Linked DNA regions of Mus musculus: region 2 is linked to region 1. Evidence: chromatin contacts called from public HiChIP or PLAC-seq data. All regions are on one chromosome and are shown on one strand. The core of a region is the stretch at or near the end of the contact, and the rest is flanking DNA. Distances in the headings are between cores, read along the strand shown. Region 1 has its middle 14 kb from the start of Gm40109. Region 2 has its middle 17 kb from the start of Gm40112.

Region 1 (4,029 bases), core at 543-3,042:
CAGCATGGTGGCTTTCAGACCTGAGGCCAGTCACGGCTCTCTCCTGTTCAAGACCGTACATTGGGTTTCCATTGCCCACAAATGGCAATCCAAGGTCGTCACTGTGGCCTGTGTATCCCTTTGTGTTCCCTCCCGGCCGCTTTGTCTTCCATCATGCAGGTCACTTGCAGACTCACCCGTACCAAGCAGCTTCCTACCCACCTCCCGGCTCTTCCTCTTCCTTCTGTCTGAAGTACCTGCCTCATATTAGGCAAGTGTTCTATCTCTGAGCAAAGTTACTCAGGCTGATCTCGAACTTACTCTATACTCAAGACAGGCAAGCTTTGGACTTGCAATCCTCTTGGCTTAGCTTTTTTGTTGTTGTTGTTTTTTCGAGACAGGGTTTCTCTGTGTAGCCCTAGCTGTCCTGGAACTCACTTTGTAGACCAGGCTGGCCTCAAACTCCTGCCTGCTTCTGCCTCCCGAGTGCTGGGATTAGAGGTGTGCACCATCACACCAGGCTGGCTCAGCTTTTCAAGTAGCTGAGATTATAAACACACCACACACACCAGGCACAGCTGTTGTTTTTCTTATTGCCTTTTAGACAAAGAATCCACCGAAGGCTCACAGACCTTTCTAAAGCAGGCAGTGAGAGTTGGTGAAACAAAACCCCTAAGCCAAACACATCTCACAACTCACTGCCCATGAAGTTGTCCATTGTACTAAAATAAAGTTTTATTGAAACACAGCCACACTAGTCTGTTTCTATATTGTCAGGTCATTCACTCTCTGGCCCTTTATAGAAAATGTTTGCCAAGCCCTGCTCCGAGTAATAATGTGACTAACTCAAAGTATTACTGTTTAGAGGTGTTTCCCATTCGTGCTGGGTAGTTTTATGCCAACTTGACACGAACTAGTTATCAGAGGGCATGGAGCCGCAATTGAGACAACGTCTTTATAAGATTGGGCTGTAGCCAAGCATGTAGGGCGTTGTCTTAGCTATTGATCAATGGGAGAAGGCTCAGCCCATTGTGGGTGGTGTCATTCCTGGCCTGGTGGTCCTGGGTTCCACAAGAAAGCAGGCTGAGCAAGCCATGGGGAGCAAGCCAGTGAGCAGCACTGCCTCTGTATCAGCTCCGGCCTCCAGGCTCCTGCCCTGTCTGAGGTGCTATACTGAATTCTTCAGTGATGAATGGTGATGTGGAGGTGTAAGCCAAATAAACCCTTTCCTCCCCAGCTTGCTTTTGGTTATGGAGTTTCATCATAGCAATAGTAACCCTGACTAAGACACCAATCAACTCCATTTTTACTGGAAGTCATTTTGAGATTAGTACCAACTGTTCTACAGATGAAGAAACTGAGGCCCAGAAAGGAGATGGCTCGCCCAAGGTGACACAGACAGCAAGAGGCAAAACCGGAAACCAAACCCAGCCACCAGCGCTCCGAAGAGGGCTGAACAACTGAACAACTGCAGCTGTTGCTGGAGCCTGAATGTGCTTCTCATCTGCCCAGCCGCAGAGTGGCAGCAGCTGGCGGTGTTGACTGTGAGAAGACAGGGGCCGGGAAGCAACTGTACATGATGTAGATACTCAGGAGTAATCTCAAAGAGCAGACAATGTCACCAGGAGCTTTCTGTGCATAGGAAAGGCGGCTAGCTCACAGAAGTCTGCCCACCACAAGCCATGTGTGGCTTCTGTAAATCTCTAACAGTTAATCACATGACTGCTCAAGCCGCGGCAGTCTTCCCACCCAGGCTTGGACAGACCTTTCTCAGCTTGCCAAGGAGCTGCTCAAGAACCTGAACGGCTGTCACATCACTTGTGTGAGAGAGCCCTCTAGTGTCCATTTCTGGTATTGCCTCCCTTGCCATGGGCTCTGTAGACAACAGGGACACTGTTTTTCTAGGTCTTTTGACTTTAAGGAACTCATCTAGTACAGTAGACTTAAAAGGTGTTGCTCTCTTCAGAGCTCCCTGAAGAGGCTGTTATGCAAAGCCTAACTACACTACCATTGGGCATTGCCTGTTTGCAGGTTTTCCCTTCAGTTCTGACTCCGTGGCCTTTCATAGGCTCTGGAGTTCAGTCTGCAGACAGATTTGACCTTCCACAACAACTTGACATATGGGAAGCTGTCTCAGTTGCCTCCAGCTAAGCTCTGTTTCCGGAAGTATTTTGTGTTGTCAGTTTGGGGTGGTTAATTTTTATGGAGATCGAAAAATATATTTTTATTGCCTTTTATATATTTATTTTGTGTTGGGGGCTATGCATGTTTGCTACCATGCTTGTGTGGAGGACAGAGGACAACCTGAAGCAGTCAGTCCCAGGGATCAACTTCAGGCTTGGTGCCAAGTGCCTTTAACTTGCTGATACACCTTACTGTCCTCAATTCTGCAGAGGGTGATGTTTGAGATAGGGTCTTGCTAGGTGCCTTCGACTGGTTTCAAACTCCCTATCTTCCTGCCTCTACGTCTTTGTACTGGGATAACTGGTGTGACCCACCACCACCCAAGCTGCCATGCTACACTATTTTAATTGTTTATCAACGTTGTATACACTGGGATTGTCAGCGTGGCTGAAAGCAGCAGGTGACGCTTGTTTTGAGTCCCTGTGCTCAGCAGTAGTCAGAAGCGGTAGCCGAGGCCCAGGAGCTGCTGTCTCATCTGACAGGCAAGGACTCTGTAGGACCAATGTTCACAACTTCCTGTTGCTGATTGCCTCGCACTTAATCACAGAGAATCATCTGTATGAGAGCTACTGGCCTGGGGTTGGGGGGGGGGGGGCAGGTGCTGTGCTGAACCCCCATGTGCTGACACAGGCACCACGGTTCCCAATTTTCAGATGTGACTCAGAGTCCAAAGCTCTGAGCAGCTTGCCCATGGCCTAACATCAAGCATCAGATCAATGTGTCTAAGTGCTATGGCCAGGGAGGCCTGGATTTAACCCAGAAAGCAGCAGCAGTCGGACCACATCTCTCTCAATGCCCCAGGTCGCTCTGAATCCCAGCTCTGGACCTGAAAATCTCCCCTGTTGAAGAGCGGACTTGTGTCAGGTCGTGTGTGGCCGACTCAGAAAGGAGTTCCCAGTTACTAGGTTTCCCTTTCTGTCCATAACGAATTTGAAGGAAGGCAATGGCTTGTGGTAGACACACAGGCTCCCTTTGCTTTCTGTTGAACATCTGCCTTGAGCGCTTTCTGTTGTTGCCTGTCTGGTGCTCTGAGGTCCTCCAAGGGAGGCTTTGACATGGGGTCTAGGTCTGAACTCTGAGCATTTCGCCTTCCAGGTTGCCCCTTGTCGCCCCTTCGTCTGCCCATGTGTCCACTGCTGTGCCCTATGCATTGAACAGCTTATCCCGTTGAGCTATTTGAGAGGTTAAATGTTAATTGACTCACTTGATCTCAACCATCACTTACTGTTACTCCCCTGTGGGAGTAACCATGCATTCCTAGGAGACTGAAGGCCCATCTCTTTAACAAAGCCAAAAGGCTCCCAGGCCCTTTCTCCAGAACCTTCAGCCCTCTCCTACTCCACATTCTTCCAGTATTTGCCTGTCAGTCTTCTAGTTCTTGTGACACTCTTGTCCCCATCTACTGAGGCTTTATTAGTCCTATCCTTGGCCAGGAAACATCTCCTCCACCACCTCTCCCCTCCCCTCCCTCCTGCCCTCTTAGCTGGTACCTGCTCTTCTGACCTGAGGCTCTGTTTAGCCACCACCTCACAATTGTGGATCCCACGGGCCTCACAGCCCAGCTCAGTTCCCCAACAGCCACGCTGGGACTCCAGGCCTGTCCTCACCTTAGACTTAGAAGCCTGCACTCATTTAGTTGATGACCACAGTCCATCCTACCAGGCCATGAGGTCCCCGATGTCCTCAGAGAGTTGCTGCATCTGCTTCTACTCGCTCTTGCACCTCTAGTGCGGGGCATAACTCAGTTTTGTAGACAGGGAGTAGACAGAGTGGGAGAGGGGAAGGAACTTCCTTGACATGGTCCCTAGCTTATGATGATTCAGCCCAGGACTTTCCTCTCACCGTGGTATGAGTGGAAACTGGTAT
Region 2 (4,029 bases), core at 641-3,140, 1.2 Mb before region 1:
AGTGGTCCCTGTGTACCCCAAGTCCTGAAGGAGACAGCAATAGAAAGTGGTCCCTGTGTACCCCAAGTCCTGAAGGAGACAGCAATAGAAAGTGGTCCCTGTGTACCCCAAGTCCTGAAGGAGACAGCAATAGAAAGTGGTCCCTGTGTACCCCAAGTCCTGAAGGAGACAGCAATAGAAAGTGGTCCCTGTGTACCCCAAGTCCTGAAGGAGACAGAGAAAGGAGGGATCACTACCAAGCTGAGGACCACAGTAGAACGGAGGAGAGTCCCACACACTGGAGATGTAGTAAAATGTAGCCTTTTCCAGTTCCAAGGTCAGCAGGGAGGAATCTTTTCCTTCTTCCTGTGCTTGTCTCTCTGCTGGTATTTCCCACAGGCCAGCCCCAGCCAGAGCCAACAGGCCTGGCCAGAGCAGGAGGGAGGAGACCCTGCTACAGAGATCAGAGTGGCTACAGTGTCAGGAACTGGCTGGAGGAGTTGGTGACCTTCCTATTAGTTTTTGTTTATTGTAAATTTCCACTTGGCCAGACTGGACATTTTATCTTTTGTGAGTGAGGCAAAAGCCTGGAGAACATTTAGAGAATTATTTACACCTATTATATTTTAAACTGGACAGTACCTCAGCAGCTCAGCAGTGATGCAATCGATACTCAATGTTCTTACCACAAGCTTAACCAAATGTTAATATTCTACCAGATTTAGTTCAAATATTTATTTAAGGAAATAAAGTGTTGCAAATTCAGCTATAACCATCTCCCCTAACCCTAACCTCCCACCTTGTAGCCATTTACCCCCTGAAGTGTCACCTTCTGTAACACTGTGATATATTCACAAACAACACACAGTAGGTATGTTTATTTTTAAGTGGTTAAAACCGAAATCCCATTTTTTTCAACTTAGCTTTCTTTAAACTTAACTATATATTTTTTTGAGATTTATTCGTGTTAATAAGTCACTTGTAGTTCATTCATTGTATTCTTTTTTTGTATGTAGAATATGTGTCATGCACATGTTATGTACATGACAGGGTGTTTGTACATACGTGTGGAGGTAAGGAGTTGACATTGGGTATTGACCTCCATCATTCTCCACCGTAGCTTCAAACCAGGTTTCTCACTGAACCTGGAGCTCGCTGATGCGGCTGGCTAATGAGCCTCAGCGATGTTTGTGTCTTTATTTTTTCCAGGGCTAGGTTATAGGTATAAGCCACCACTCCTGGCTTTTCTCACGGGTGCTGGAGATCTGAATTCAAGGGCCCACACTGATTTGAAGGCCTCATGGTCAGACAGCAAGCGCTTCTCCCCAGCCCCACCAACAGCTCCTCATAAGACCACACTACGCTTTAGTGCACGCCTGTGTTGGTGGATGTTTTGGTTGTTCCAGGTCTCTTCATTTTTCTCTCTTGACCCCCCCTTCCTTTCCTCTTCCATTCTAAATTCCATCATTATTGTTACAGATTCTATGTTAGGCATCCTCAGATCGGATTACATCGCTTCTGAGATTCACACCTGGAAGAGGAACGCCCATCTTCAACTCTACTAAGAATGCTACTTCATCCCCTAGACGGGTTGTACCAATTTACAAAGTCTGCATAAGCCAGGGATATCGAAAGCCTTTTTGTGTCTGCTCCAAAGGGAGTCGAACCTCAAAGGCACTGATTCAGGGGTCCAGGGAGGCTGTAGTGAAAGATCCCTGTTTACTGTTACTGAGACTTCAACGACAGAGAGCACCGATTTTTTGTTCAGGCAGAAATGTTCCAATTCACCTTTCCCCTGGTGGTATATCACTGTATTCATGCTGAATCCACCCAGGGCTGCTATGCAAAGAGGAGAGGAGACTTGCCTGTCCCAGCTCCCTGCAGGGCTGAGGCTGACAAGCCAGCTGGTGCTGTGTGCCAAGCAGCTTGGCAGTGAGCAATTCAGCTGGTTCCTGGGACAGGAGGCAGCAGTGACTGATCACAGAACTGAACATCTTCAGAGCTCTTTTACTCTATAAATATAGTCTTTGCAGAAAGCAGTGAAGATGGCGAAGCTTCCGGCCAACAGCAAACACAGCAAGAGAGGCTAGGGTGTGGCGTGTGAGCTTCGGAGTCAGGAGTTGATCAGGGGGGCTGGTCACCTGTGACGTCATTCTCCAGATTGCAACTCTGTGTGAACAAACACTTCAGTTTGTGTTACAGTTTGGGGGAGTGTTTGTTTTTTAAGAGACAGAGCACAAAATTATGAATTCTAAACTAGGGTCTTGGTAAACTGTCTCTGCTTTGGTGACTCTGAGGGAGGGACAAGAGGCTCAGGGTGTCTGGGAGGGCACTGTCAGTGTCTCCTCAATGGCTGGGCACTATGAATTCAGTGTTGTAGAAGAGTGAGAGTGGAGATAGAAGCTGGGTACTAGAGATGCCCAAAACCAATGAGAGGATGTGTGTTGGAGGGTGTTTGTGTACGTGCACAAAGGAGGGAAACAGGGTAGTGAGAAGCTTGGCAGCCAGTGGTGTAAAGATGAGAAGAACTAGGAACGGTGTTGGGGAGGTGGTTTTGGAGATGGTCCCATAGACTCCACTAGATGCTCAGCCCCTAGTTAGAACTAATTACTAGCTGCTGCTGGTCAGTGATGGATGGGGCAGAGGTGTACTGCGGGTTAGGAAGGACGGGTACGTGCATAACCCCGTGCTCTCTCCCCTGCTTTACACAGGGATGAGTTTAACTGACGAGTGACTGAAACAAACCATGTACCTCTTAAACATCAGTGTGTCTGCATAGAAGACGTCAGGCACTTAGAGAATAAAGTGTTAAAGGATCAAGGTCCTCCCTCACCCTCGGGAACTGGGGGTAGGGGGTTGTCAACAAACTGTCCCTATGAGTTGCAGTAAATAAGGGGGGGAGGAAAAGGGCCTTCTGGAAACCTACTTCAAAGGACAGAGCCATCTTCCAGATGGGCAGTTCCATGGGTCGAACTTGCCTTCCAATCAGAGAGGGGCCCTTGCTTTCAGAATCAAAGTCGGGGACATAGTCTAACACGGTAACAGAATACTTGAAACGCCAGCTTTCCAGGAGCACCGGATTCTGAGTCGGGAGGTCGCTGTGGGGAGGTTGAGTCTCTTCAGAAAACATTGAAGAGGAACAGAAGAAGCGGCTTTCTGGAGAAGCTCGGCTGAGCACATTGATAGACACATTTCTAGTTTCCTCTTGGAACCATTTGGGGTGGCCTGCTTATTCTCATTTTATAGAGGTTACATCCAACAGCTGGGCAGTTTTAACCATTTCTCAGTTACCCAGTTAGTCTATGGTGGGGCCTCTGTTCTTCAGTGGCCTAGATTCTTCTCCAGCTCTGAGGAAATGAGGGCAGTGGTGAGAGTCCTTTCGCAGGCTGTCGATGTGCTGAAGGGCTTTGCTTCTGGTCCATTCCATTGTCTATCACCTCCATCCAGGGAGGATATGCAAGGCAGCATCTGCCACGACAACCTGGAATGTTTCTTGTCCTTGTTGGAGCACTGTGGGTGAGAGGGTGCTGAGTGTGGCCACGCCCTTGTGAGAATTCACACCTGCGAGACCTGTCATGCATACATTTATGTTCAGTTCTTACTGTTGTTATACACACACAGAGAAAGGCTTATCATAAACAAATACCGTCAATTAGTTATATCCAAGAAGTACCTGTGTAACGTCCGTTCACTTGGATGAGGAAAGAGACCAGTTTCCAGAATCTTTTCTCATGACCACTCCTCCATCTCCAAAAGGTAAGCTTCCTTAAAGTCAAGCTTTAAAAAAAATTTTTTTTATTAAAGACAACAACAAACTTCTAATGCTGCAATTGATTTTCCTATCCTCATTTTGACCTTGAACTCAGCCATATGGTATTTCCCTTTACTATCAGTTTCCTTTTTCATGTTGTCAAGTATAGTTTACATATTTCCATGTTGGCATAATGTTCCATTGCACTTGGAGCCCACAACTTAGTGTAGATTTTCCAGTTCATGGGCATTTGGGTTCTCTGCAGTTTTGGCTGTAGAAAAAAGCCACTGTGAACGCTC

The links. HiChIP or PLAC-seq counts read pairs in DNA pulled down with a chosen protein or histone mark.
Region 2: a FOXA1 HiChIP or PLAC-seq map of pancreatic cancer cells shows a contact between it and region 1. The contact joins two enhancer-like sites. A contact is called at or near these places in 5 of 484 Hi-C or Micro-C datasets (B cells, the Ba/F3 cell line, CD4 T cells and 2 more) and 1 of 115 datasets of contacts at active chromatin or transcription factors (pancreatic cancer cells).

The regions. Positions count from the first base shown.
Region 1 is chr3:101,491,809-101,495,837 of GRCm38.p6, reverse strand. No RefSeq gene overlaps it. Among named protein-coding and RNA genes, the nearest start is that of Gm40109, 14 kb to the left of the region's middle. Within about 2 kb of position 1,792, at least 63 of the 459 cell types and tissues checked have an H3K27ac peak or open chromatin away from gene starts, as enhancers often do. A contact at or near this core is called in pancreatic cancer cells, where this site is marked.
Region 2 is chr3:102,675,207-102,679,235 of GRCm38.p6, reverse strand. No RefSeq gene overlaps it. Among named protein-coding and RNA genes, the nearest start is that of Gm40112, 17 kb to the left of the region's middle. Within about 2 kb of position 1,890, at least 72 of the 459 cell types and tissues checked have an H3K27ac peak or open chromatin away from gene starts, as enhancers often do. A contact at or near this core is called in pancreatic cancer cells, where this site is marked.